4 separate regions of the Mus musculus genome follow, and all the other regions are linked to region 1. The links are chromatin contacts, called in public Hi-C, HiChIP or PLAC-seq and promoter capture Hi-C maps. All regions are on one chromosome and are shown on one strand. Each heading gives the region's core, a stretch centred on a gene start, on an enhancer-like site or on the middle of the called end of the contact. The rest is flanking DNA. Distances are from core to core; before and after follow the strand shown.

Region 1 (6,450 bases), core at 1,344-3,843:
TGAATGAAAATGCTAGAGCTAAACCCTGCTGATGGACACTTGGGTTTCCACTTGGCTGCTGCCAATAGCATAGCTCCCAGCATCTGAATAGAAGCTGTCACTGTTCTTGGGTGGGGATGGAGAAGTGGAATAGTAGTTGTATTTCTTAGCCTATTTATGCTTTGCTTTGTTGTTGTGTCTGGAGGGCTGGGCTCTACCTCAGGCATTTCCAGTGTTTTCCTTAGAACATTTTTCACTTATTCTGGTGATTTCTAATTTTAAGAGCCATTATAACTCATCTTATTTGTTTAGCTGGGTACCAGCTTTTCCAGCATTCTTTTTTTTTTTTTTTTTTTTTTTGGTTTTTCGAGACAGGGTTTCTCTGTGTAGCCCTGGCTGTCCTGGAACTCACTTTGTAGACCAGGCTGGCCTCGAACTCAGAAATCCGCCTGCCTCTGCCTCCCGAGTGCTGGGATTAAAGGCGTGCGCCACCATGCCTGGCCTTTCCACCATTCTTGATTCCTTACCTCCTGTGTTTAATCACCAGGTATTATATTCCTCATTTTCTCCATTCTTGCCCTGGAACTTGGCATCCTGTATGAAACAAGGTCCATTTCCACTGTAGATTCATGGTGCACAGATTCAGTTGGCACACTAAACGTTTTATTCTGTTCCTATTGAATTGAAACTTGTCATAACTACCTACCTTTAGGAGTTTAAACTTACTATTTTCTTGAGCCTCAATCTGACCAGTATGTTTGTTGTTTTGTTTGGGGCAGGGTCTCAATATATAGCTCTGGCTGGCTTGGAACCTGCAGTATAGTCTAGGCTGGCCTTGAACTCAAGACATATGCTTGCTGGGGACTAAAGTTTTCACTACGTGCCAGGCTGACCAGTATGGTTTAATAGAAAAATGAAATTTACTAAAGATTTAGGCTAGGTAATGTGCATGTTTTCTCTCCTTGAATTCTTCTGGACTAATAAACCCTTACACTTAGTATTTCAGGAATTACTGATGCTGCCTCCTTCCCTACCATTTTTCTCTGCCAGTTATTTTATGGTTCAAGAAGAAAACAGCAATCCTAGTTGTTCTACATAACATCTATCTCCTTCCTCTTCAGTAATCGGATGACAGACAGAATAATCTTCCTCCCCCTTCCCTTCTTCATGGTGCCTCACAGAGGCTAGGTCTTGAGCTTGGTCAGTAGCTGAGAGAGACCTGACTTTGCGGCACTCCTGCTCCCTACCTCCGAGGGCTGAGATTAGAGGGCTGTGCCACAACCATCATGCCTTAGTGTATAAATTGTTGGATGTGGGGCCCAGGGCTTTGTGCAGTCCAAGCAAGCATGCCATCACTGAACTACCCTATTTCCCAAAGGAACTTGTACTTCTTGACTACCCTCTAGTTCCTTTACAGTTATTTCCAACTTTTAAATATTTTCTCAAGCAACACCTGTTCACCATTTTTATAGCCTTTGTCCTTTCAGTTCCCATGTATACCACTAATTTTGCTACTCAACTGTTTATTTTTTGTAAAACTGGAAAAAAGTAAAATATGAGGTTCCCACCCTAATAAACCTGTTTGTACATAAAAGTTCACATGAATGTCTAGAGAGATGGCTCAGTGGCCAAGCACACCTGTCACTCTTCCTGAGGACCCACGGCAATCAGAAACCAACTGTAACTCCAGTTCCAGGGGGTCTTGACGCCCTCTTTTACCTCTGTGGGCACCAAGCACGCTCACAGTGCACAGACATACAAGCAGGCAGAACACTCATAAATATTTTTCTATTTAAACCTCATGGGGTTTGTTACAATCTAGAGTAAAGCGATGGGAATTATCTTCAAGTTGGTCACAGCTCATTGCTACATTATAACTCACATCTTGGGTTATCCAAAAACAACCCCCCCCCAAAAAAACAAAACAAAACAAAACAAAACAAAAAAACCAAAAACCCATACCCTGTTTCCAGAGGTGGTTCTCAAAATTGTAGGTTCGGGAACTCGATTTTAAGCAGTTTGGTGAATGATGGTAACTGAGCACCGGGAGATTAATGCAGTACCGAACTAAGAAAAATTATAAAACAATTGCTCTTACACCTTACTATGCAAGAATAACCCCTGGGTGCTGGCTAGGCATATACGTGTCTGTTATCAAGGATACTTTCCTGGATCGAGCTATTAAAAAAAAAAACATATTTAGTTGAGTACAAATTGTGTGGCTATAGGTGAATACAAGTAAAACTATTTGGCCTTACAATCTCAGTCCCTTAATAAGGAGGGATAAAGCATTTCCCGGCTTCTCGTACGACGTCAGCATATGCTTGGTAATGGTCTTCCGATCTTGCCCTGTCGTGGCTAATCTAGTCTTCAAGCTGAAGGCAAGCTTTAAGCTCCAGCTTGCGCCGCTTGCAGTCAGCACCTACCTTTCTTGCTTTCTGGTCCTCTCTGGGCTCCACCCCAAATCTTTCCCTACCAGGCTGGCGTCCCAGGGTCCTTTTTCCTGTCAGGTCTGTCAACAGATCTCATCCCACCAATTTCGGCTAAATAAACTACTAGGCTCTTCCGGTCCACCGCCCGGAACCGAAAGGAAGCGAGGAATCGCGGCTGGGCGGAACCTCCCCGGGTGGGGCCCGCGCCCCGCAGCGCCCCGCCGCGCCGCGGGCGGGCAAGCTGGGAAATCTCATGGTCTCCTCAGTCCCAGCGAACCGTCACCTTGGCTCTCCTCGTGGCCACTGGGGCAACCTGCGGTCCCCTGAGAGCAGAGGTCTCCTGGCGCCGGCAGAAAGGTCCCTACAAACTTAAGACCGTAGGTGTGGGGACGAGGCCGTCAGCTGAGCGAACCTGCGAGCTCCAGGTGAAGGGGCGGGGCGGGGTGGCACAGAGCCAATCACAACGCCTGACGACAGGCCTCAGCCAATCAGGATCAGGGAGGCTCCGCCGTAGGCGGGGCGGGACCAGGCGGGTGAGAGCCGCCCCTTGCAGCTAGGGTGGCCAACGCCTTCGCCTAGGGCTACTTGGCGAGGTGCTGCTTCCCTGAGCTGAGCGACCCGAGGGCTTTCGGCCGGCGGTGCTCTGTTTTCCTCAGTTCGTTTCTCTGCAGCTGTTGTCCTTGACAGGTGCTTGTGTCTTTGCCTGTCGCAGACGCATTCTGACTCGGGCCCTTTCTCTCTCTCTGGAGACTGCCTATGGCTGGGGACCGAGTGAGGTCGTTGCCTTGACGACGGCAGCATGCGGCCCGTAGTCCTCGGAAGTGTGAGCTTGCGGAGGGCAGAAGCCAATCTGCCTCCCTGCCTGCTTCACCTAGGACCGGTAATTGCGTCCGCAGAGGAAATCCCAATACTGGGATTGCTAGTGTGCTAGCTAGTCAGCATCTTTTTAGATCTGCTAGCGAGATGCATATCACCTTAAATTTGTTTCCAAGTTGAAAACCTTTGGCTCTTTCCATGTGAAGGGTTTGGAAGAAATAGTAAGTATAATACTTTGTAAAAACCCAGTTATTTCGTTCTTTTATGTATAAGAAATTTCAGTTTGATTTTAACCAAAGAACATTGGTAGTATTTGAACAGTATGCTTGTATGGCACATATCCTAAATTATTATAGTGCCATCGCACCAGACTTCTTTTTTGTATGCCACGTGCTACCCATAGATTTAAGAGTGAGAAGGCAAGAAACTGATGGGTTATAAGTTACTGAGGAAACAAGGCATATTTTAGGCCATGATATTCTTAAGGTATTTTAGACAGTCCCACTTGAACAAGTAGGTGTGCTCTATGTAGTGTGTCTACATGGTTGGGAAAATAAATTTGGATTAGTTCACTTGTATAATACTAGGTTATAATATGTTTCAGAACCTTTTAGACATGATTAAGGTCATTTTTATTTGGTTCATTTTGCATCTTTAAATATCTAGGATGCCAATTACAATATGTTTAAAAACGATCTAGGCTATAGATTCCAGCTATTTGTATTATTTTCACTAGCCTAAAGCTTACTCCTTTACAATATATACTTAAGGGAAGGTTAAAAACTATGCCAGTTAGAATCACACTGAAGGTTTTTCCAAATGTAAATTTTTTATTATAAAAGTAATTAAAGGTAAAAAGAAGTTAAAATGTGAACTATATGGGAAGTCAGTGCCTATGACACTGTAAATAGTTTTAAGTAGAATCTAATACCCAAAGTGGTAATAAGATAGTGAAGAGTTTTGAATTTGATTTTAATTAGGATTCTTTTCATTCTCTCCATCTTCTCTTTTCTGTGTTGATCTCCATTTACACTGTGCAAATAATGGCTGCTGGATGGTGTACTTCAGTGGTAGAAAGAACACCTGCTTAGCTTATTGGAGGCCCTGGGTTAACACAGACACAGACACACACACACACACACACACACACACACACACACACTTAGGTGTCAAGTGTTGAAAATGTAATATATACTTTGGATTCTCACACACACACACACACACTTAGGTGACAAGTGTTGAAAATGTAATATATACTTTGGATTATCATAATTTTTTAGAATAAAAAGTCAATGTTTTTTGTTTGTTTGGTTGGTTGGTTTTCCCCCTTTTCTATGAATATACTAGAAGCCACTAAAACATCACCACTTTTTCTTGTCTGGGTAAGTTAGCTCTATATATCATATGCGATTAATATTAAGTGGAAAGAAGTGTTTTCCTTCCAAGAGGTTGTGATAAGGTTTTTTTGTTTTGTTTTTGTTTTTGTTTTTTTGGTATGGTCAGGCTCTTAAAAATTCAACTGTGAGTCGTCATTTGAGTATAATCACCTAATATTTATATTTTAAAATATAAATATACCTAAAGTTTAAGTCTTCCCCAGCCCATGTTGAAACCAAATCAGGATCTAGAGCAATATTTTTTTATTCATGGCTGCTGGAATTTAAATTCAAAAGTCAGATTTAAAAAAATTAATTTATGCTGGGCATGATGGACAAATGTGTGTGTGTATAGTGTATGTGTGTGTATGGGTGTGTGTGTGTATGGTTGTGTGTGTGTATGGGTGTGTGTGTGTGTGTGTGTCTAGGATTCAAACCCAGGGACTTCATACCCGTGCTAAGCATATACTCTACCACTAGTCACATTCCCAGCCCCAAATAATGATTTTTTTCTTTATTAAAATATATAATATAAAAAACTGGTTGCTGGATTTTTGTCAATTATTGATAAAATAAGATTCCATTTATGATAGACTTTATTCAGAAAACACTTTATATCCAGATGTGAAAGAATCCTGTATATCTATAAAATTTAAGTGACTCAAGTTTAAAATAATAATTAGTATGATGAGAAAATTTACCAAAAGTTCAGTATTAATTCAGTGGTTATGCTGTAATAATTTTTTACAATTAAGTTGAAAGTGCATAAAGACTTCCAACTTGGATATTTTGAATCCAGTATAAACTTTTTCTAAGGCTTATTTATTTAGTTAGTTTTGTCTTGTGTTCATGACAGGTTCTCTCTACATAGCTGCAGCTGTCCCGGAACTCACTATGTAGAGCAGGCTGGCCTCAAGCTTACAGAAATATGCCTGCCTCTGCCTCCTGGATGCTAGGATGTGCCATCATGCCCGGCAGATTTGCTTAATTTTTACTTCATTTGTATGAGTGTATCCTGTACATATATCTGTGTGTACCATATACATGCACGTGCCTGATGCATGTGCCCAGAAGTGGATGTTGGGTCCCCTGACAGATGACTGTGGTCCACTATGGGGGTGCTGGGAAGCAAACCCAGGTCCTTTGGAAGAGCAGTACAAATGCTTTTTTGTTTGTTTGGTTTGTTTTTTTGAGATAGGTTTTCTCTGTGTAGCTCTGGCTGTCTTGGAACTAGCTCCATAGACCAGACTGGCCTGGAACTCACAGAGATCTTCCTGCCTCTGCCTCTGCCTCTGCCTCTGCCTCTGTCTCCTCTGCCTCCTCTGCCTCCTCTGCCTCCTCTGTCTCTGCCTCTCTGCCTCCCTAGTGCTGGGATTAAAGGTGTGCACTACCACCACCTAGTGCATTGTCTATTTTTAAATTGTATACACATTTTGAAAGCATGTGGGAATGGTAAGAAATTGTGTCATCATTGATCACTGTGAATGCAGTGATTGCTGTGACAAGGGAAACAGTCTCACAAGAGTGAGTTACCTAGGAGATTGGAGGGAACGGAAGACCTCAGCGCTCTTAATGCCATGCTTTGGTTTCCACAGCAAGAAAAATTCCTACTGGTTTTAAAGCAAAATGGAGAAGTACGAGAACCTAGGATTGGTTGGAGAGGGGAGTTACGGAATGGTGATGAAGTGTAGGAACAAAGACAGTGGAAGAATTGTGGCCATTAAGAAGTTCCTAGAAAGTGACGATGATAAAATGGTTAAGAAGATCGCAATGCGAGAGATCAAGTTACTAAAGGTAAGAGCGTGCATTGAGCGGAAAAGGAAGTTGCTTCTTGTTCAAGACTGTTA
Region 2 (7,240 bases), core at 3,020-5,519, 630 kb before region 1:
TGGTTTACACACTGCCCCCGAAAGCAGGTTCTTGGGAAAAGCATGAAGGCACGAAAGTTAGTTTATTCCAATAGTATCTCCATGCTGGAACTTTCCCTGAAGTACAGAACCATAGAACATTATGATGGATACTTCCCCATAACTGGGGTTCAGCAAGAATCAAGGAGAACACAAGGAACAGACAATGTACAGCACCTGCCCCTCAAGCTACAATAAGGCCCGTGTCACAATAATCACAGCACAGATAATCAAAATCTTTCCGAAGGGGTCCACGGTGATTGTAATTGCCATGGCGGTTTTATCAGCGTACATCGGGCACGACTCATGGATGGTATAAGGCAGGTGGCGGCAGTTTATTCAAAGGGAATTTTGTCTCCATGATGTTAGATCTTAAAAGGTCAGCAGAGCCTCATGATGCACACCTGCCACCCCAGTGCTCAGCCACAGAAACAGGAGTATTGTCAATTCAAGGGCAGCTGGGCTACATGTGACATTCCAGGCCAGTCTGGGCTATGTAGGGATACCCTTGACTCAAAAAGCAAGCAAGAAAACTAGCAACATAAACTTACTGTACAAGGACTTCGAGAATTCCAGGAACACATGAGCAAATAACACCATGTGATATATATATATATATATAAACAGAATGAAATTCTCTGGGCATGGTGGTACACACCATGTAACCCTAGCATTTGGAAGGTGGAGGCAGGAAGATCAGGATTCAAGGTCATCCTTGACTATGTAGTGAGTTTGAGGTCAGCCTGGGCCACACAAGACTGTGTCTCAGAACAAAACAAAGCAAAGGGAGTGGAATACATTTGTAGAAATAAACCTTCAAAACATACTAAGTAAGCCGGACACATACAAGCAGACACTGGGGGCCAGAGAGATGGCTCACCAGGTAAGAGTACTTACTGCTTTTCCACACTTTCCAAGCTTAGTTACCAGCACCTATATGGTGGCTCACAACCACCTGTAATCTAGTTTGAGGGGATACAACTCCATTTTCTGGCCCCAAGGGCACCAGGCACGAATGTTGTACATATATGTTCATGCAAGAAAAACTCTCGTACAAATAACATAAACCTTTTTTAAAAAGCTCTATTTGCTTATACATATGAGCAGTGCCTACAGCAGATAAGACCATAGACACAGAAACTAGAACAATGATTGCTGGGGTTGGAGAAACTAGAATATAATAAGCACCAAGTTCCAGCTGGGGAAGAACGAAGTTTCAGAGAGGACTGGTTATAACAAAACAAAAACCAAATACAATAAACAAACAAACAAAAAACCAGCAAAAGAGTGTGTGAGCTAATGCCACTTATAATAAAAATGCCAAAAATGGGCCCCTGGGCCAGTGAGACAGCATAATGGGTAAATGTACTTGTAGCCAAATCTGACCGACTGGCTTTAATATCTGGGACACATATGGTGGAAGGCAGGAGCCAAGGCCTGCAAGGTGCCCTCTGACCACAACATGTGCTCTACACAAATAAACAAACAAATAAATGTAATTTTCAAAAGGTTTAAATAATCATTGTATGTATATTTTAACATACGTTTAAATGATAGTGTTGTTGGAGTTGTGATATATATATGATATACATATATGTATATGTATGGGATATATATGGGATATGTGGCATACATATTTAAAATACTGTTCTAAGCAACTGTGTTACATTAAAATGTATATAAAACAACCATATATATACATATATATACACATACATACCATATGTAGGTGTGTATTTTGCAGCATTTGCATAGCATTTATGATTGGAGTATGATTCCTAGAACAACAGGGGAAAAATGCTCAGTAGCATGGCTGGAGAGATGACTCAGTGGTTTAAGAGCACTGGCTGTTCTTGTAATGAAATGTGATTGGAATCACAACTGCCTGTGACTCCAGTCCCAGGGAATACAACACCTCCTTGGTGCAAAGACATACACACACACACACTATATATATATATATATGACACCCACACACAACACATTTAAAAATTTTAAAACAAAGAAACAAAAAACCAAGATGATATATTATTCATCACTCATCACTTAAGCCTGGTGCCTATCAACGTCTGTGCAATAATGAATGGCTGCTTAAGGAATCCTGGACCCCTTCCTTCCTCTTTAAGCTCTTTGTTCTATAAGGCAAGGAGGTGTTGTTTTTATACAGTTCTTGCCCTGCAAGTATGAAGACTGGAGTTTGGGTCCTCAGCACCCACATATTCAAAAGCTTGGGGAGACAGAGACAGGAGGCTCTCTGGGTCTTGCTGGTGGGTCAGTCTAGCCAACTGTGAGCTCCAGGCTCAGTAAGAGACCCTATCTCAGGAACTAAGGTGGAACCCGCAGTATGGCTCAGCTGGGAAAGGGACTCACCTAGCAAGCTTGACTCCCTGTGTTTGGTCCCAGAACCTATGTAAAAAGGCAGAGGGAAAGCTCTCTCCGAGGAAGATACCCCACACTGACCTCTGAGCTCCACTTGCACCCCTACTATAGTTAATGCTCTCTAGAGGAACAGAGTGAATGCATATTTAGGCTTTACTACTTCACCTTTCACAGTAAGGTCTGTATCCCTCTGAAGAGGCTGAAAACCCAGGACCTAGTTAGTGTATAAGGCTGGGTGCCTTAGCAATCCTAGGCTGGTACAGGAGGTGTGGGGAGCCCCTGGTCTTCAGTCCACATGGGAAGGCTAAAGAAACTGGGTTCTGATGGTAACAAAGGATGGTAGGGACAACCACAAACTCACCTTTGGAAGGTTTCCCTTCCACCCCTCCTAACTGGGCTAGGACCCACATTTAGGCTGAGGCTTCCTAAGTCACATAGCCCGATCAAGAGAAGAAAAAACTTTATTCAGGGTACAAACACACACAAAATGAGACAGCAATAAGAGTCACGTGTTAGGTAATTAAAATGTTTTATGCCAAAAGAACACACTTATGTTTTGATAGAAATGAAAAGGTTTAAAGGAAACTAATTGGAACTTGTTTTCAGTCTAGTCACAGAGGCTAGCCATTTATCGTCCTGCTTAGTGATTATAATTTCCTGTTTATGTACTTGACGCTATAGTCCTAGTTGTTTCCAAGGCAGTAAGCGGTATGACAAAAGTCTTCAATGGTACTTCATAAAAGGTTACAATTTGTAACTGCATTACATAAAAGTGTTTGATATTTATAGTCAATTTATACACTGTATATGTGTTGTACTACTTAACCTTGATAGTTAACAGAATCCAACATCACAAAGCAAAAGTTGATCTATACACTTCTGTAAGAGCATAGTCTAAGAGGCAGAAGGATTCCAAGTTTGTGGCCACCCTAGGCTACGTAGGGAGTCTCTGTCTTCAAAACAATAACAAACGCTACAGGTTGTATCTCTCATCTTCCGCCTCTTTGGAACTCTTTCTTTGGGATGCTAATTTGAACAGCACGCTGGAGTCTGAGTGTATAGTCGTTATAACGACAGAGTAACCGAAGCACAGAAGAGGAAACAGCTCTCCGAAGGCAGAAAGGTCAGTTATCCGAAGAACTCTGAACCTGAAAAAACAGTCCGGACGGAAGTGCAACTTAAAAGCACAGGCTAAGCACAGGCGAGCTGCAAAATGCAAGTTATTCTGTTAGCTTGAACAGGCAGGGGTGGGGTGGGTTAGGGGGAGTAGACTGCACATGTGAATAAGGATGTCAGCCTGCCCCTCTCTCTGAGCGCTGGTAACAGAGAGGATCTGTGCCATTTGGTAGCTGGGAGGATCTTTGTGGGGTCTTTGTGAGGACGACAGGAGAGTGAGGCTAGATAAGGAGCCGGGTTGCAGGGCAGTAGTAAGCGAAGAAATGTGGCTTGTTGGGCCTCCCTGGTTGCCTTGGCGACGGGGTAGGGGAGCGGGGAGCACGTAGCAGTCCGGGGGCGTGGTCTTACAGGCTGCCTGCCCCGCCCCCTCACGGGCAGCGCTCTCTCAGGCCCCGCCCCTCTTCTTCTGCCTCAGCCTCCCCTCTCCCCTCTCCCCTCTCCGGTCCAGCCCTCCTCCTCACGCCCCGCCTTTTCTCGTACCTCAGCCTTCCGGCTTCTCTCACGCCCCGCCCTCCTTACGCCCCGCCCTTCCCTCACACCCCGCCCCCTTTCTCCCTAAGTTCCTCGCCGCCAACCGTCAGACCGGGCTTGCGCTCCGCAGAAGCAGGGAGCTCGAGGCCTCGAGGTGGCCGGTCGGGTGCCGTGGTAAGGTAGCTGCGCGGGGTCGCGGTCTCGGGTGCAGTGAGAGCCGACAGGGTCTCGCAGGTGCGGCCGCGGCCCCCGCGGACATGCGGCCGGTCTCTTAGGGCTAGGTGTTGTTAGCAGGTATGCGGACGGAGTGCGCCTCGGGGTACAGGGAAGGGTCGTTCTCCTTGAGGACCTGGATCGACTCCTGTTCCTTCTGGAACTTTCCATGGCCTTATGGTCACACGTGGAAGCAGCCCAATCACTTTGTACAGCTGTTTTCCACTTTGTACACTGTCCCTGTTCTCCAGGGGCAGTGGCGGGAAACCTGGGTCTTCGTGACTGCAGAGTCACTTGCAGAATTCTTTGAGTCCAACAGGACTGCTCCCTGCTCACTTTTGTTCCGGCCTGGCTCCTGGGAATCTCTGGAAGAGATGGGAAACTGTGGGGACAGACAGTGGAGTCTCGGGCTGTCACCAGTATTTCGTCCCACATGAGACTGTGTGACTGTAGCCTCTTGATAATCCACTTCAGGTCCTAGACTTTCCACCTCAGCAACAGCCTCCTTTCCCACAACACTTGCAGAAGTCCCCAATTGAGCGGTCCTAGGCATTGCTCCTGTTAAATGTCAGGTTGGCTTTAAGGTCACGGGAATGCAGAAAACAAGTAAGTGGTGTGGGCTGTTCCTCGGTGTGTTTTGGCTGATAACTACATAAGAAAAAAAGGTCCAGAGTGTTGAATCTTCCCAGAGGGTGAGTTAGACAGGGCTGCTAATGTGTGTATACCTATGGTCTATGGGAGTGGGAAAGTTGAGGCAGAGATCTGAAATGCCAACCTCTGTGCCACGTTTTTCATTTTTTTAAAGATGTATTTTTATTTTATGTTAATTTAGTATTTTGCCTGCCTGTGTGTAAGGGCACCATGTGGGTGCCTGATGCCTGTGGTGGCTAGAAGGGGTTGTGGGATTCCCTGGAACTGGACTTACAGAAGGTTTTGAGCAGCCATGCAGGTGCTGGGACCTGGACACTGGCAGCAAGTGCTCTAAGGCCTAGCCATCATTCCAGTCCCATATTTTAAATTTTAATACAGTTATCTATTCATTTTAGTTGAGTGTGAACTACATTTAGAGGCTGTTTACCCTCTAAATGTAGTTGTTAAAGATTTATTTGATGTATCTACAAGGCCTTTGCTTGCTGTTTTAGTTTCGGGGGTGACTCTGTTCTTCTGTATTAGAGTGATCCACTTTAAAACTCTAGAATCTAAAGCTGGTGTGGTGGTGCACACCTTGAATTCTAGCACTCAGGAGGCAGAGGCAGGCAGATCTCTGTGAGGTCTCCATAGAGAGCTCCAGGCCAGCCAGGGCTATGTAGAGAGACCCTGACTTAAAATACAAAAACAAACAAACCTATAGCATCCATTTAAAAGGGCCTTTTTCGAAACCACCTATCCCCAGAGGGCATGGGGTTAACTGTATGGCCTTACAAGCCAAATACTGGCCACCTAAAAAGTTAGCTCTTAATCTCTGGAGCCTGGAAGTGTCTTTGAGAAAGGTTTTGCATATGTGACTTAAATCAAGAATTTGTTTTTAAATTTTGGATTTATTTTTGTGTATGAGTGTTTTGCCTGCATGTATGTATGTATGTATGCCATGTTAGTGTTTGTTGCTCACAGAGGTCAGAAAAGGGCATCAGATTTCCTGGAACTGTAGTTACTGATGGTGGTATATATACTATCATGTGGGTGCTGGGAACCAAACCCAGATCCTCTGCAAGAGCAATGCGTGCTCTTAACTATGGAATCATCTCTAGCCTCAATGCCAACATCTTGGAAGGGAGGGATCATCTTAAATTATGTTTGTCCTCAATGTAAACTCTCGGATCATAGAGAAGCAGAAGGAGGTGGGGAAGAAGATAAGACTACAAAGGCAGAGACTAATGTGGCTAAATCTAGGACATATGTAGAGATGATAAGTACAATGAAATGCATTAAAATTTATCCAGGACAACTTAAACAGATCCATCCTCCTTTGCATTTGCCTGTAACTAGAGTTAGCCATAAAAAGTGTCTTTTGTGAATTTTCTGTAGGAAATCATGGGATGTTGGAAATTTTAGAGATGTACTGGTCAAATGCTTTGCCCAGGCAAAGGCATCCAGTAGCCATTGTCATTGCAGCAAGTCCTCAGCTTGAACACTGCAGAGAAGCCCATGATGTGTACACTTGGGACTTGGGTGGCAGAAAGCCCACTACTCACATGAAAGGAGAGAACTGACTCCATCCAAAAAGTTGTCCTCTGACTTCAACACACAGGCCATGGTACACACATGTCTCTGCTGTCACAAACACACACAAATAATAAAGAAATAAACTTGTTATATACAAGTATTTCCAAACCTTAAATGTTAAAAATTTATAAATTCAACTTTTGGGGAGCAGTAAATTTTAGTCAGTGAAGTAGATTAATAAGCAAATTTCATTTTTCAGGTGTTAATAGAAGAAACTGAAAATAAGAATATCCAGAAATTAAGGTATCTCTTATTTTACTAATTATCGGTTAATAGTTTTGAAAATGTGAATCATTGAACTTGATGAGTAGCTAACCTGGAATATCTAACTATAAAAGCAACAAGAGCTCTGTATCTGTGGCTTTCAGACTGGGTTTCGTGGGGCTCTGTTTTCACGGATGAATCTCATGGACCCGAGAGAGGTTTTGGTAGCTAGGGCCAGAACAGTTCCTAGCTTTGGCTGGTTAGAAAAGGTTTGAAAAGCTCAGAGGTCATCTCATTGGGTGTAGATGGAAACTGAAGCTCAGAGCTAGAAGTTGTACCTGTGCTCTAATCGTATTCAACAGTATGAAGCTTTCTCGATCTGGGTTATGTGCTCTGCAGCGTTAGCTTTCTGCCGTCTGGGATGTACTGATGACATTTGACCTAAACAGCCAACTTCTGTATTATATTACAGTAGCCCTGTGTTTATATTTAGTTAAACCAGGTCAATTCTACTTTTTTGTGTGTTCGTGGATTTATATAAATGTTGTATCTTCTT
Region 3 (7,130 bases), core at 4,128-6,627, 920 kb after region 1:
ACATGAGACACACAGTATGTGCTCAAAAGCGTTTTTAGAGTAGAAATTAGTAGCTTGATAAAGTGTTGGTAGTACAGGCAGATAAGCATGACTCCATGACTAATGAAGAGGAACAAAGACCAAAGCTGCTCCTGATCTATAACACATATAACAATTTGAAGGGAGGTTTGGGAGAGTGAAGTCAGCTACACCTACAGCATTAAGCTCTATAGTTAGGGGTGAGGCCTTGTGAGATCACCTCGATCCACATCAATATGCCAGTTGATGGTGCCATTTTTTTAGTGTTTGTTTAGACAGTCACATTGTTCAGATTTCCTGAGTTCAGAATATTTTTGAATATCTTGTAGTGTAGAAATTGTGTGCCTTCTTGCTATGTCATAATTGTATGGTACATATGATGTGTGCCAAGACATATAACCGAGGCTGAACACTCTCTCCAGAAGGAAAGTCTTGGTGGGGAGTCCTTGAAATGGGGATCCTAATGAGACTGTTGTTCTCTATTTAGCATGGAGGGACCTGCCTGCTTGATGAGTCAAGTCTGCAGAGTGTGTATAGATATACTCTAAACCAGGTGAAAGGTCAGAACGTTTATCTTGGTACACAAGAGTAATACAGAAGGAATGGTAGTGTGAACAGGCTGCCACAGAGGTTATGTGGCCACTGCTCTGTGTAATGACAAAGGTGTCTAAGGCCAAAACAGATCTCCACGTGAATTTGCTTGAGTGAGAGAGGATGCGGAGGGGATGCTACCTTCCTGCTTCTTGCAGTTGTTGTGGTACAAAGAAAAAGAGTGCAAGTTTTACACGTGCTGAAGAGCCTGTTCTTAGATCCAGAGGCTTGGAGACCATTGAAGGAGTTGGACAGTAAAGAGCAATAAAAAATAATATGAATGATGATTAAAAAAAAAAAAAACAAACTAAAGAAAAATGTTGTTTGCTAGCCAGTTCACTGTACTAAATAACTTTCCTCACAAAACTTGGGGAAAATGTTGATTTATCAGGGACCTTGGGCTACAGTGCAGCTTTAGTGGCTTTGGTGAGTCTGATATTAGGTCTTTAGTAAAGTCAGGGACGCTTTAGGAGAGGGTCACATATTCCCTACATAGAGAGTTTCCTACAGAGATGGACTTAGATCAGCATGTGAACTGGCTCTACTTAGTGCAAAAAAAAAAAAAATAAGTAAGAACAGACTAGAGGGGCAGGCAGTCCCCCACTGAACCACCCCAACACCCCACTGTGGAAGACTGAGGTTTCCAGGAGTGGGACCCTCCCCAGGTTCTCCTTTAGCAGAGTTGGCTAGGGCATCTCTCAAAGGGAGGTTCAATCCAGGTGACTGAAAGCCCTGCCCTATATTAAATTATAGATTTATTTTTTTAAATTGATGTTACAAGGTATTTGGGCGTGGGTAGGTGCTGTAGCATCATGTGTGTCTTGGTTTCTATGAATCCTATGGGTGTCAGGTTGAACAAAAACCAACTGATGGACATAAATATAAAACAATATAGTTTAAAAGGATTAAGCTTTTCCTAGGGGTAGGCTATTCCTTCCTCGGGGTAGAGGGTATCTATTTCTCCACAGCAAGGGGACTTTTAGGGGTGGGAGTATACCACTGGGATGCCACTGGGGACTTTCTCTGGAGGATGGGAGCTATGAAAGCAATCCTGTGTGGTTGGAAAAAATTGAAATCAACTCCTATTAGAGTGGAGAATATCAAATCGGGTAGACTGCTTGGGGGATATGACAAAATTATGAAAACATCATGGAGTCAAAACAGAAATTATTCCTCCAGCCCATAGACCTTTCAACAGCCTGCTATGACCTGTGAAAACTGGATCACTCCTGGGAGGGTTGGGTGTGCGGTAACCATCCACCACAGAGACTAAGTACTACAATATTAGATGATTCTGATACTTCTTTCCTCTATCCCTTTAACTATTCAACTCCATCTGACAGCTGCTCAGAATAGATGACAATGGACTTTAAGAGCACTTCACCAAAGTTATCTTCACAACCCCTATTCAGCATGAGATGGTGATCCAGGGCTTTGTGTTGTTGTCCTGCTCATCCTCTGCAAAAAGAAAATTGCTAAGTGATATATATAACCAATATACCTTTAAGAGACATGATTAGCCCACAAACTACACAGGAGTCAAATGTAACTGTAAAATTCTTGGGAATTTTTAAGTTAAGTAAGACACAGATGATAACTATCAAGATGACTGAAAAAAATTCACAGTATCTTTGGTGTGTAAATGTTTAAAAAATTATAATTAAAACTAAACACTTCCTAAAGCAACAAGATTGGTAATTACAAACCCCAGGGAATGGGCTGGCCATCTCTTCCATTGTTAGCCATGGAAGAACCTAAATGCTCCCAACCCAATAAAGGCTATTGCTATTGGCTGCATTGCAGAAGCGAGTGTTAAATCTTATTGCTTAAGGTATCCTATACTTTGGTTGCAGGACTTAGAGAAGTAAGGTAATGACTGAACAGAAAATACCTCGGTCTTGCAGGATAGCAGCTATACAAGTAGGGCTTACTAAGGTTTCTGGAGAGAACCATAACCCTAAATTCCACTCAGGCATAGGTTCTGCATTCTATTTTCTTCATAGTGGACGTGTCAAACAAGAATGTGCCAATAGACAGTAGACAGAATTAGCTTTCTGACTGGATTTAAGAACCACTACACAGTATCTGGTACCAGGAACTTATACAAAAACCTGTGGCCAGAAAAACTATAGGATCTAGTGGGAAAGTCAGCCAGTTTGGCTTTAAATAAATATTGTGCACTGTCTAAGCAGCATCCTTATATCCGTGCTTCTCACTGTGGGTTATTGCTACTGTCAGTGTCTCAGTCGAGACTTTTCTGTTTCTCATTTTCTTTCTTTTTTTTTTTTATATTTTTTTTATTTTTTATTTTTCCATTTTTTATTAGGTATTTAGCTCATTTACATTTCCAATGCTATACCAAAAGTCCCCCATACCCACCCACCCCCACTCCCCTGCCCACCCACTCCCCCTTTTTGGCCCTGGTGTTCCCCTGTACTGGGGCATATAAAGTTTGCGTGTCCAATGGGCCTCTCTTTCCAGTGATGGCCGACTAGGCCATCTTTTGATACATATGCAGCTAGAGTCAAGAGCTCCGGGGTACTGGTTAGTTCATAATGTTGTTCCACCTATAGGGTTGCAGATCCCTTTAGCTCCTTGGCTACTTTCTCTAGCTCCTCCATTGGGAGCCCTATGATCCATCCATTAGCTGACTGTGAGCATCCACTTCTGTGTTTGCTAGGCCCCGGCATAGTCTCACAAGAGACAGCTACATCTGGGTCCTTTCAATAAAATCTTGCTAGTGTATGCAATGGTGTCAGCGTTTGGATGCTGATTATGGGGTGGATCCCTGGATATGGCAGTCTCTACATGATCCATCCTTTCATCTCAGCTCCAAACTTTGGCTCTGTAACTCCTTCCATGGGTGTTTTGTTCCCAAATCTAAGGAGGGGCATAGTGTCCACACTTCAGTCTTCATTCTTCTTGAGTTTCATGTGTTTAGCAAATTATATCTTATATCTTGGGTATCCTTGTTTCTCATTTTCTGTCTTCTCTTTCTCTGTAACAGAGAAAAATTCCACCATGATGCACCACCAGCTATGTTCTGGAAATGGACATAAAAATATGTGAATGTTTGGTTTTCCAGTAAAGTTAAAAAAAAAAATAGCCAGATTTCTTTGTCTCCCCTTTCAAAGCACAGAAACATTGCTTAAGAGGCCAGAATCTAAGACCTGAAGGAAGGGGTGGAATAGTATGTAGCAATTTTCTCTAAGATAAAACTTTTGATGATACAGAGAATCTCTTTAGACCCACTGTGTTACAAAGGGAGATGAAACATCCCATTCTCTTGGGAAGCTCCTTAAGACTCAGGATGTTCTAATGAAAGGCCCCTTCAATCAATAAAGAAACAACTCCAAAGCTTCAGGAAGTCCCCGAAACTGACCAGACACATTTGCGCTTAAATAAGCAGTAAGGACTGCCAAGAGCTCTTTTTGGAGCAGCCAAACTGCCTAGAAGAGGTTGGTAGATCAGCGAAACTTCTTAGAAAAGGCTCAGCTCAACTGAGCTGCTGGAAAAGACACTGTCTAACCTATTAAAGTTCCTGCAAGTTATCTATGAGCTCCAGGATTCCAGATTTTGTGAGTTGTTACCCATGCTGGGGTGGGCTTTGGTGATGCAGCTGTATTTGAGTCATTCTGATCCTGTAAGTAACCCCTCATCCATACTCCAATAAACTCATTAGTTCACTCAATAGGACTTTAGTGGTATCTGTGCTTGGATCTGTCATGAATTTCCTATCTGGGTTGGATAGACCTGTTCATGTCTCCCAGAAATAATGTCACACAACAGTCATTTAATGTGGATCTGCTTTTGAGAAGTAAAAAGTTAATGTAGGAGTTAGGGTGTATCTGGCTTTTCTGAAAGGATTGATATGTGGCCAGCCTTCAACTGCAATTTGTTTTTAATAGCATATTCTTGCTACCTTCTCAAATATTCAAAGTTCATCTTGGGGGAAAATTCAAAGTGTATATAAAGAGAGAACAGTAATAGATATAGGAAATAAAAAAAAAAAAGTTCAGCCGGGTGTGGTGGTGCACACCTTTAATCCCAGCACTCAGGAGGCAGAGGCAGGCAGATTTCTGAGTTCAAGGCCAGCCTGGTCTACAGAGTGAGTTCCAGGACATCCAGGGATATACAGAGAAACCCTGTCTTGAAAAAAACAAAACAAAACAAAACAAAACAAAAAAAGTTCATGGGTATGAACTTCCTTAAACTACTTTGATCATTTGTAGTTCATACAGCCTACAGCACAGGTGGAGCCAGACAGCATTGTGAGTTCAGGTCTGGGCAGGATCAGAGAGCCAAAAAAACAGAGAGGAACCTTAAAGGGTCAACGGGTGGTGAACATGATTAAACCATATCATATGCATGTTTGAATGTTGTAACAAAAGCCATAATCTTGTACAATTAACGCATTGTCAAAGTCAAAAGGCAATAACAGGCACTGTGAGTTCAGTCGGGAGTTTCCGTCCAAACCATTGTAACCTGGTAGAACATCACTCGAGGTAGATTCCCATCAGATGTAACAGTTCTTTCCCTTGAACAATTGTCATTTCCACCTCAAGCATTGCCTTTATTGTTTTCTCCTACATGTTTCTTAATTCATTTTGCATCACAGAGCTTTACCTGACTTCCAGAGGAGGAACTATGTGGGATTCAAAGAAAGAGACAGCCTTGGATTTCTTCAGAAATGCCTTGTATTGTGTCTGAGTCATGGCTATGCTGTGGACTGTTTACTCTCTCTGTTGTCAGCACTATGGCACTAGCACCAAAGACTGGGGAGTGAGCTGCCTGCTATTCTTAGTCTATTACAACCAGCTCTTGATGACTTGGGGACTCATTGTGTATTATGTGTGTGTGTGTGTGTGTGTGTGTGTGTGTGTGTGTGTGTGTGTTTAAACCACAATGTATCCTAGCAAATGGTCTCATGCTGGAACATTAAGCCCTTTAAAACCAGAACTTTTATCACGCTATCAAAGCACGAGTGCAGGAAATGAGAAACAACATCATTGAGACTGTAGGTGGGCTGTTTGCTGAGGTTACAAGATTTGCACAGTCTTTGTGGATAGAATTCCGTAACTTCTATGGCATCTTTGAAATGTTGAAGATTTGGAGGATATTAAGTGAGAAAGTTTAAATGCTTACTTCATTTCTGTGTATAAACTGTTTGGCAGTTTCTATTAAAGTTAAGAACATCTCTATTTAAGAACAAATATTCTGCTATTGTGTATTTACCGAAGACCATATACAGTCTATGTGTCATCATCTTTGCCACAATGACTCTGAACTGAAAGACCCTCAAATATACATTAAACATCCAAACAGGAAAGCAAATTGTGATAGAGTTCTATAACTGACTAGTATTCAGAAAGAAGAATGGTATACCCCGTGACAGGTAGACTCTCACATGAAGTGAAACGGCCAGGAAAACTATAAACACAACATTTTCCAAATATATGAAGCTGAAGAACAGGCCAAGTGAAAGGACAGAAGCGGAGGAAGCTGAATAAAGTGGGGAACTGACTGGAAAGAAGCCTGAAGAACTTTCAGGGATGACAAAAGCTATTTTATAATTTTTTTAAGAGTAGTGGTACAATGGGTGTGTCATCTATGTCAAAACTTTTGACACTGAGAATGGAGTCCAGTAGTAAGGCTCTAGATGGGAATACATTTGAAATGGACTCAGATTCTCAGTAGGATGAATAGAGAGGTCTCTAAATGTTAGAACTACATACACTCCTATTCACCATATCACAGAGGGATAGAAAGAAGCAATGTTCAGAGAAGGGCCAGCCCTAGTCATAGGCTGATGTCCGTCTACCCCTAGGGTGTCTGATAACACATTATTTTGTTGTTGTCGTTGTTTTGTTTTTTCGAGACAGGGTTTCTCTGTATAGCCCTGGCTGTCCTGGAACTCACTTTGTAGACCAGGCTGGACTCGAACTCAGAAATCCTCCTGCCTCTGCCTCTGCCTCCAAGTGCTGGGATTAAAGGTGTGTGCCACCATGCCTGGCTACATTATTATTTTCTTAAATGGTTGTGTATTTTCATACACTTAACTACTTATTTGGGGGTGGTAGTATGGGACAGAGGGCAACTTGCAGGAGTCAGTTTTCTCCTTCTAATATGTGAGCTCTGGGAATCAACTGAGGCTGCCAGCCTTGGTGGCAATTGCCTTTACCCACAGTGTCTTCTCGTGGGCCCTACTGACACTGGAAATTCCCTCAATCCCAAGAGACATGGAGCTAGTTCGGGAAGCTGGAGAAAGAGCGGGGCTGTTGAGAGAGCACAATGAGGCACACTGGGTTAAAGGACAGATCCAGGCCCAGGAAGAACAGTAGGCTGTCTTGCCTAGCTCATTGTCTTTCTGTAAGCTCAGCTTAGGAATGAGCAGGTTTATACTATCTACTCATTTAATGACCTCTGCCTTCGCTTCTCATCCCAGCTCCACACTTGATACCCATTCTCCGTGTCCTCACTGGGTAAGTGATGGCAAGGAGTGTTTAACAGAGTTAGTTTTT
Region 4 (7,014 bases), core at 2,473-4,972, 730 kb after region 1:
ATAGACTTTGGGAGATGAATTGTTAAGCAGTGACAAACGCTTTTCTTGCTTTTGTTTGTAAGGCAGGGATGTCAACAGAGTTTGCCAAGAAAGCTAGAGGCACATGTTAACAAATAGAGAGGGAGTAGGGAGAGAGGGTGTTTGTGAAAATCCTCAGCCATGGTTGAGACTTTGCTGGAGAGCCTTCCTTAGAGAGGAAGCCAGAGATGCACCTATGGTTTGGTGGATGTTTCTCTATTTTTCCTGCTTTGTGCATAGCCTAAACTTAAGACAGTTCAGATCCCTGGTTCCTAACCTTAATGCTGGGACCCTTTATTAAAGTTCTTCATGTTGTGGTGACACCAACCATAAAATTATTCCATTGCTACTTTATAACTCTAATGTTGCTACTGTTATGGATCATAATGTAAATATCCTTGTTTTCTGATGGTCTCAGATGACCCCTGTGAAAGGGTTGCTTAGGGTTCCAGCCTACAGGTTGAGAACAATTGATTTAGATACAATCAACATATCAAGGGTGAAAGATAAGAAGACAGCACACTGTGCAGAAATGGGGGGTCCAAGGATAGTCTTAGAGATGGATTAAGTTGATGCTTTGTTTGTTTCTTTGCCCCCTTGATCCTAGACTGAGACTGGGAGAAGCTGGCAGCCCAGGAGTATGGGTGATACAGCCCAAACCATAAAACCAAGCAGCAGGCTCCAGCTGCAGCCTGTGCTCTCCCCAAAGGGGCAGGAGGTGGGCAGCTGAACAACACAGTACTTTCAGACAACAGCCACACTCCCCCTCAGACAAGCAGGGCAGGGTAGAGTCCCACTGACAACCAAGGTAGTGTGTGAAGCTACACTTATGACTCCCCAAGATCATAACTCTCTAATAAAACACACAGGCATTATATACATAACACTATAAAATGCTGACCCAGAAAGTGGAGAAGATCCAGGTAAATGAAGAAACTGCAGCCTCATGGATTGTAAGGCTCTAGAGAACACCGATGGCAATTTTCTCAAAACTAATGTCAAGGCTTTTAAATTTCTTTTTAATGTGAAAAAGTAAAATATAATAAGATAAGGCAAAGATCTTCATGTGGAAGTTGAGTAAGTCAGCCCAAGTGAAGGAGAAGAATTTGAGTAGTAGACACAAGTATGAGAGGCCCACTCATCCTCACACACGGGAGTCCCATACAAACACCAAGCTAACAGTTATAATGTATATGCAGAAGACGTGGTGCAGATGCATGCTGGCCCTGGGCCTTCTGCTTCCATTGCTGTGAGCTCATATACACTTCGCTTAGTTGATTCAGCGGGCCTTGTTCTCCTGGTGTCTGTCCCCTCTGGCTCTTACAGTCTTTCCACCTCCTCTTCTGCAGAATTGAAGGGAGGGATTTATGGCGACATCCCATCTAGACCCTCCTCTTGATGTCTGCCTATAGGTCCCTGCATCTGTTTCCACCTGCTGCCGGAGGAAGCCTCTTGGATGATGAGTGAATATGGCAGTTTTCTCAAAATTGATGTCAAGATTTAATATAATTCTTGCCACAACTCAGAAAGATCCTTTTTGGTACACATTGATGAGAGCATTCTAGAATTTATATAGGGAGGCAAGAAAAAAAAATAATCCCCCACTGGAATATTTAAAATTATCTCAAAGAAGGAAATTCAAGGGAAAGTCATTGTGCTGACTTCACACAGTATTGTGTAGGTTCAGTTGACCATCCACACAGCACTAACAAGGGGAAGAACACAAAGATGAACAGAGCAAGCTGCAAACCTTGGAAAACCACATGCAAATATATCTGATTTTCTCATTTTATTGTAGTAAAATACATATGATACAAAATTTGTTATTTTCACTATATTTACATTTGGTCAATGATGTTAAATGCTGCTAGCTTCTTATCTCTCTATGATCCAGCACTCTACTCCACTAGCTCTTTCCATCCAGCAAAAATAGTACTCTGAGTCCATTACACAGTGATTCCCCTCGCTCCCTACCCAAGATCCTGGCCACCACCACTCTGCTCTCTGTGAAGCTGACTGCTCTGTTCACATGAGTGGAATTCTAAGTACCAATTGGCGATTTCCTTGCTTCACATAACACAGAGCCCCCCAGATCTGTCCAGGTTGTCAAATTCTCTTCTAAAGATTTAGTAATGTTCTACCATATCCATATCTCACATTCAGTTCATCTGTTCCTGTGTTGGTGGACGGTAGGGTAGCTTCTGCCTTCTGGTGACATTCTGAGAATGTATGGGAGAACACACATCAGTCCGTGCCTCCCTATATAAATAAATACTCACAGAATTGAGATTTGTCTTTTCATGCCAATTCTATTTCTATGGCTTTGAGACATTCACTGTGCCTGCATCATTTTGGATTGCTGCTAACAAAGTGCAGGGTTAAGATGCCCTCTCCTCATTTGTTTAGTGCAAATATGTATCCTTTATATCTATTGTCTTTGCAACGGTAACATCACTTTTTGTTACTTTGTTACTTCCCCACCTCTATTCAATATTTATTGTTCTCCCATTGTAATGGCTACAGCATTGTCTAAAACCTTTACAACTGGAAAGATCAAGGCTGGTGCTATGGTGATGTCCTTTCTTCCAACCTAAGTCACTGCATCAGAAGTGATGCTGCTGATTTGTCCCCATGGGCAGAAGTTATAGCACCTTGAGTAGTTTTTTCCGGGTCACAGGTCTAGACTTCTTTGTAAGTGCAGCCGTTACAGCATCAGCATCCAACATCACTGCTCTCCTGATTTCTACTGAGATAGCACTATGGCTGATCTTTTCCATGCCTTCTTTGGCTGAGGGGGTGGTAGTACCATCTCTACCCTTTCCTTATCAGCACCAGGGGCAAGGAAGAAAGCATAGGCATACTAGTGGAGAGGTAATACAACGTCAATAGCTGCTCTGGAAGCTAAATATGCACCTGCTGTGACAAACAGCAATTGCTTTCATGGACATGTCCTCTTAAAAACATATGTCCCTCTAACACCCTACGCACCAGTGTTTCCAACAGCTTTGAGACAATCCAGATGTCCGTCACCAAGAACGTGGTAAAATAAATGCCAGTACACCCACATCGTGGGACACCACTCAGTGATGAGAAGCAATGAACTGTTACACACAACAGCTTGGACGAAAGCCAATCTCAGAAGATTGCACACAGTTCCATTTTACGATAACATTCTTGAAATAACAAAATTAGAGACAAGTAGAGAAGATAAATGATTGCCAGGTGAGAAAAAATTAGGCAGAAGCAGGAGGCTATGAGGTGCATGCAGAGGGGAAAGGTGGAGGCTATGATGAGGTCTCAATGGTATGAGCTTCCTGCATCTTCATCCTTCATCATTGTCTTGGGTTTAATGTGGTACTGAAGCTTTGCAAAATGTTTTCTTTTGCAGCTATGGGAAAAGAGCACACAGAATCTCTGTGTCATTTTCTATGGGTGCAGCTTAGCTTATAATTATCTAAAAGCAAGGGTTTCATTAAAAACAGGTGAGATAATTAGTTTTGAGAAAGAATTACTTATTGTGTTAATCTGCCAGCAGCAAGAAATAGTAAAAATCTAGAATTTTTGCTATTGACATGGGATTTTCAGATTAGTTTCAGGCAAAGTGTTGGCTGAAATTCCTTGGATCACAGGGTAGCTAAGAGTTAATGCCATTCAAAACCACAATGAATCAGCAATCTGAAGAGTGAATTGTGGAAGTTCATGGGATCCTGTTCTGCAGCACTTAGAAATCACCACAAGAGGGTGCAATGATCCCAGCTAATTACAGGGACAGTGGCATCAGGTGAACCAACCGGGAGGTAAATTGTCTAATGTGGAAATATTCTTTAACCCAGATGCTTTCTCTAGGATGCACCTGTGGTTAGTTGTTGCTTTGCTTTTGTTTTTTGTTTTTTTCTTAAAGGCTGTAAATCAGTTGATAGAAACTGATAGCAGCTGACTGCATCAAGGAAAGAGAAACAGATCATGAATGACAAACGGGAGGATGGGACTATCCAGCCTCTAGAGATTCTGAGAGGAGACCTCTTCCTCATCGTGGAGATGCTCCACTTCTGCTAAATTACAGGTATGCTCAAAGCACCTATACAAATTGGTACCAAATTTGCAATTGAATGCCAGGATGACCTCCCATTTGGAGGCATAGATTGGGAGCAAAATGGTGGTGCATTAAGATCCATTCCGTTTCACTGTTAAAGTCATAGATGGGAGCAGGGTGCAGGTGAGGTGTGAATGTGTTATTGCCCAGCAGAATTCTTTGAAGGGCTAATCTAATGGACTTTCTCTGAGGTCTCATCTTCCTTCCCTTAGAGGTTGGGGGAGACAATAGTGTCTATCATTCCGACCTTGCTCTAGAAACGGAGGTCAGGCCCACTGAGAGATCTATGAGATGGGGTCCTCGGCTGAGTGAATCAGATGCTGTGTAGCCCATGCCTGGAGAGTGGAAAGAGGCTGACTATAGGCAGAAACAGGCTCCCTTCTACCAGTCAGTCACTCAGAAGAATGGGAGATTCTGCAAGCCAAAGAGGCAGAGACAAGAGCTGAGTCCACTTGCAGGAGCCTTTGCCTACACCAGGGGGAAGACTTGGGGCTTTGGAAGAATCAGATTCCCAAAACAGTGAGCAAGCTTCTAACCAGACCTAGAGTCTGGAGCCTCTAGACAGGTGGGAACCTTCTTCCTCCTCTCAGCTTCTCTCGTGTCCCTGCTGGCTCTCCTGGGATAAGCCAAAGCATAGATGTTAGAACCAGCTCGCAACAGGGAAATGAGAAGAATTTTGTGTTCAGAATTTTGCATAAATTATGTGTTCAGAATTTTGCATAAATTAGACATGGTCACATGTGCCTGCATCTGCTACTGGAGAGGATGAGGCAGGAAGATTGCTGGCTTAAGTTACACAGTGAGTCTGAGACCAGCAGATGCTATCTTTCCCGAGTAAGCTCCTTTCTCAGGAAACAGCTGCCACAGCAAAATCTGAGGTGATCAACTGGAGCAAGAGACAGAGGACAGCTCTACCTAGTCCTGTTTTAACTGTTTTCTCTTAACGCACCCATGGCCTGGGAATCAAATCTTTAACTCATGGGACTTTGGGGGGACACTCAGACTCCAAATGAGAAAACCAACTTGTCTAGCAAACGCCAACACATTCCTCTCCAGCCCCTTGTTCTTCATATACTGTCTTATCTTTCTTCCTGGCCGTTATTAGGCATTGGGTCATCTGTCCCATGAGAACAGGACCCATGATTGGTTTATTCCCTGTACTCCTGGGGCGTTCCTAACATGTAAGAAATCCTCCACCACTTCTCTTAGACTTATTAATTAATTACTCATACTTTAGCCTTTGCAGAAATAAATAAATGCTTTTATATGTTACATACTTAAATAATATTAGTCGCTGGACTTGAAGTTGTGGATTAGGGATTTATCTTTCTACTGTGTCATATACAACCTTTAGGAAATGCATCTAATTCTTGTTCTTTTTAAACAATTTAAAGATAACGTTCAAGGCAAGCCCATGCTCTGAACTTCTCTGTACCCACCAGGACTTGCTTTCTCATCATTTTTCCTCTATCCCAAGTGCTGATGTATATCTGTAAGACAGTGGTGACTCAGGACTAAGCTAATATGCCTAAAAGGAAGGCAGAAGGGTGAATAATTGAACTACATTGGAAAAAAGACTAAATTGACTTTTAGAAATGCTTTTCTATGTGTATGGAGTTAGAGTGTTTGTGCATGTGGGAACACAAGAGCCCACACCTGCACACGTGTGGAGGACAGGGTAAGGTATGGGATTCTCTCTATTTCTCTCTGCAAAGCTTCATCTCTCTTCCTGCCTTCCTCTCCCTAGGTGCTGGGATTATAGCAGAACATAGCCATGCCTGGGTTTTGACGTGGCTGGCTACTGGGGATGGGAACATAGGTCCTCATGCACGTGCAGCAAGCACTCTCACCCCTGAACCATCTTCCAATCCCTGTCAATGTTTGCATTAGTATCTATTAATGATGCGTTAAAATGAGTTTCATTATGATGTATTTATACATGTATGTAATTTATTTTGATCAAGTCTGTCCCAGCTTCTCTCTCTTATTCCTGACTGTGTCTGTCGCTCCTCCTTCTTCCCAAGCAGGTGCCCCCCATCTTTCCTGTCTTCTTTGCATGCTTTATTAGGATGGTTTATCAGAGCATGGGTGATGCTTGATTTTCAGGAACCTAGACAACTTCCTGTGACTACACCACTGAAGAAAATATTCTTTTCTCTGTATCAACCATTGACCATGATGAATCCTCAGGAGCAGGTGAGGCCCTGTCAGCCCTTACCTCTTCCAAGACAAACTGCTAACAGGCTCCATCTTGGGCCGATCTTACACAGGCAATTGCAGTTGAGATGGGCCTGGAGAGATGATCCAGCAGTTTCCAGCAGTAAAAAACAGCCACTAGCGTACAGAAAATCCAACTTCGGTTCTTTGCACCCATGTTGGCTGAGTTGCATCCACCTATAACTCCAGCTCCAGTGTCCAAAGCACTCTTCTGGCCTTTGTAAGAACCTGCATTCACATACTCACACCCATATACCCTGATACACATAATTAAAAATAATATAAATCTTCTAAAAAGTAGGGCAAAAGTCACGTCCTGAGCAGAAGTCAGAATTCCATAAACCCCTCTGCTCTTTCATTCGTTCAGCTCATTCTGTAATATTCTCTGAGCCTTGTTGGGGGTTGTACAGTTGCTCCTTTTTTGTCTAGACATCCAATAATCATTTATTCCCAGTACTTTGGCCACTTACGGATCTTTGCAATCATCACTGAGCACGACAAAGAGAAGTTTCTCTGACAAAAGCTGACAGCAGTACTCACCTGTGAGCCTGCACAGTTATTTAGAGGGCAGATTAACAGACATGTCATGTCCGTCTAGCAAAAGGTAAGGCTGTAGCTTCCCCTGTAGTGTCTGTGTCCTCATCAGCATTTAATTAGGTTTATAGTTCTATGTGTGCATTCCCTCT

Evidence for each region. Promoter capture Hi-C pulls out the DNA fragments that hold promoters and counts their contacts. Hi-C and Micro-C count contacts between places; a contact is called where the count stands out from the background. HiChIP or PLAC-seq counts read pairs in DNA pulled down with a chosen protein or histone mark.
Region 2: a contact with region 1 is called in a Hi-C map of pre-B cells, with 4 times the contacts expected there. The contact joins the promoter of Ccdc158 here to the promoter of Cdkl2 in region 1. A contact is called at or near these places in 1 of 484 Hi-C or Micro-C datasets (pre-B cells) and 1 of 9 other capture datasets (adipose tissue).
Region 3: a contact with region 1 is called in a FOXA1 HiChIP or PLAC-seq map of pancreatic cancer cells. The contact joins the enhancer-like site here to the promoter of Cdkl2 in region 1. A contact is called at or near these places in 7 of 39 promoter capture datasets (the 3T3-L1 cell line, 3T3-L1-derived adipocytes, hippocampal neurons and 3 more) and 1 of 115 datasets of contacts at active chromatin or transcription factors (pancreatic cancer cells).
Region 4: a contact with region 1 is called in a promoter capture Hi-C map of hippocampal neurons, with 2.6 times the contacts expected there. The contact joins the enhancer-like site here to the promoter of Cdkl2 in region 1. A contact is called at or near these places in 4 of 39 promoter capture datasets (the 3T3-L1 cell line, hippocampal neurons and liver) and 2 of 115 datasets of contacts at active chromatin or transcription factors (astrocytes and pro-B cells).

What each region holds. Positions count from the first base shown.
Region 1 is chr5:92,039,185-92,045,634 of GRCm38.p6, reverse strand. Cdkl2 (cyclin-dependent kinase-like 2 (CDC2-related kinase)) reads left to right here and starts at 2,593. Exons shown (of 14, transcript NM_016912.2): 1 at 2,593-2,836; 2 at 6,199-6,397. The coding sequence starts at 6,230.
Region 2 is chr5:92,672,156-92,679,395 of GRCm38.p6, reverse strand. It overlaps Ccdc158 (coiled-coil domain containing 158), which reads left to right and starts at 4,269. Exons shown (of 25, transcript NM_001360018.1): 1 at 4,269-4,338; 2 at 6,680-6,723.
Region 3 is chr5:91,117,063-91,124,192 of GRCm38.p6, reverse strand. No RefSeq gene overlaps it. Among named protein-coding and RNA genes, the nearest start is that of Areg, 19 kb to the left of the region's middle. Within about 2 kb of position 5,377, at least 11 of the 459 cell types and tissues checked have an H3K27ac peak or open chromatin away from gene starts, as enhancers often do. A contact at or near this core is called in pancreatic cancer cells, where this site is marked.
Region 4 is chr5:91,304,824-91,311,837 of GRCm38.p6, reverse strand. No RefSeq gene overlaps it. Among named protein-coding and RNA genes, the nearest start is that of Gm19619, 25 kb to the right of the region's middle. Within about 2 kb of position 3,722, at least 16 of the 459 cell types and tissues checked have an H3K27ac peak or open chromatin away from gene starts, as enhancers often do. A contact at or near this core is called in hippocampal neurons, where this site is marked.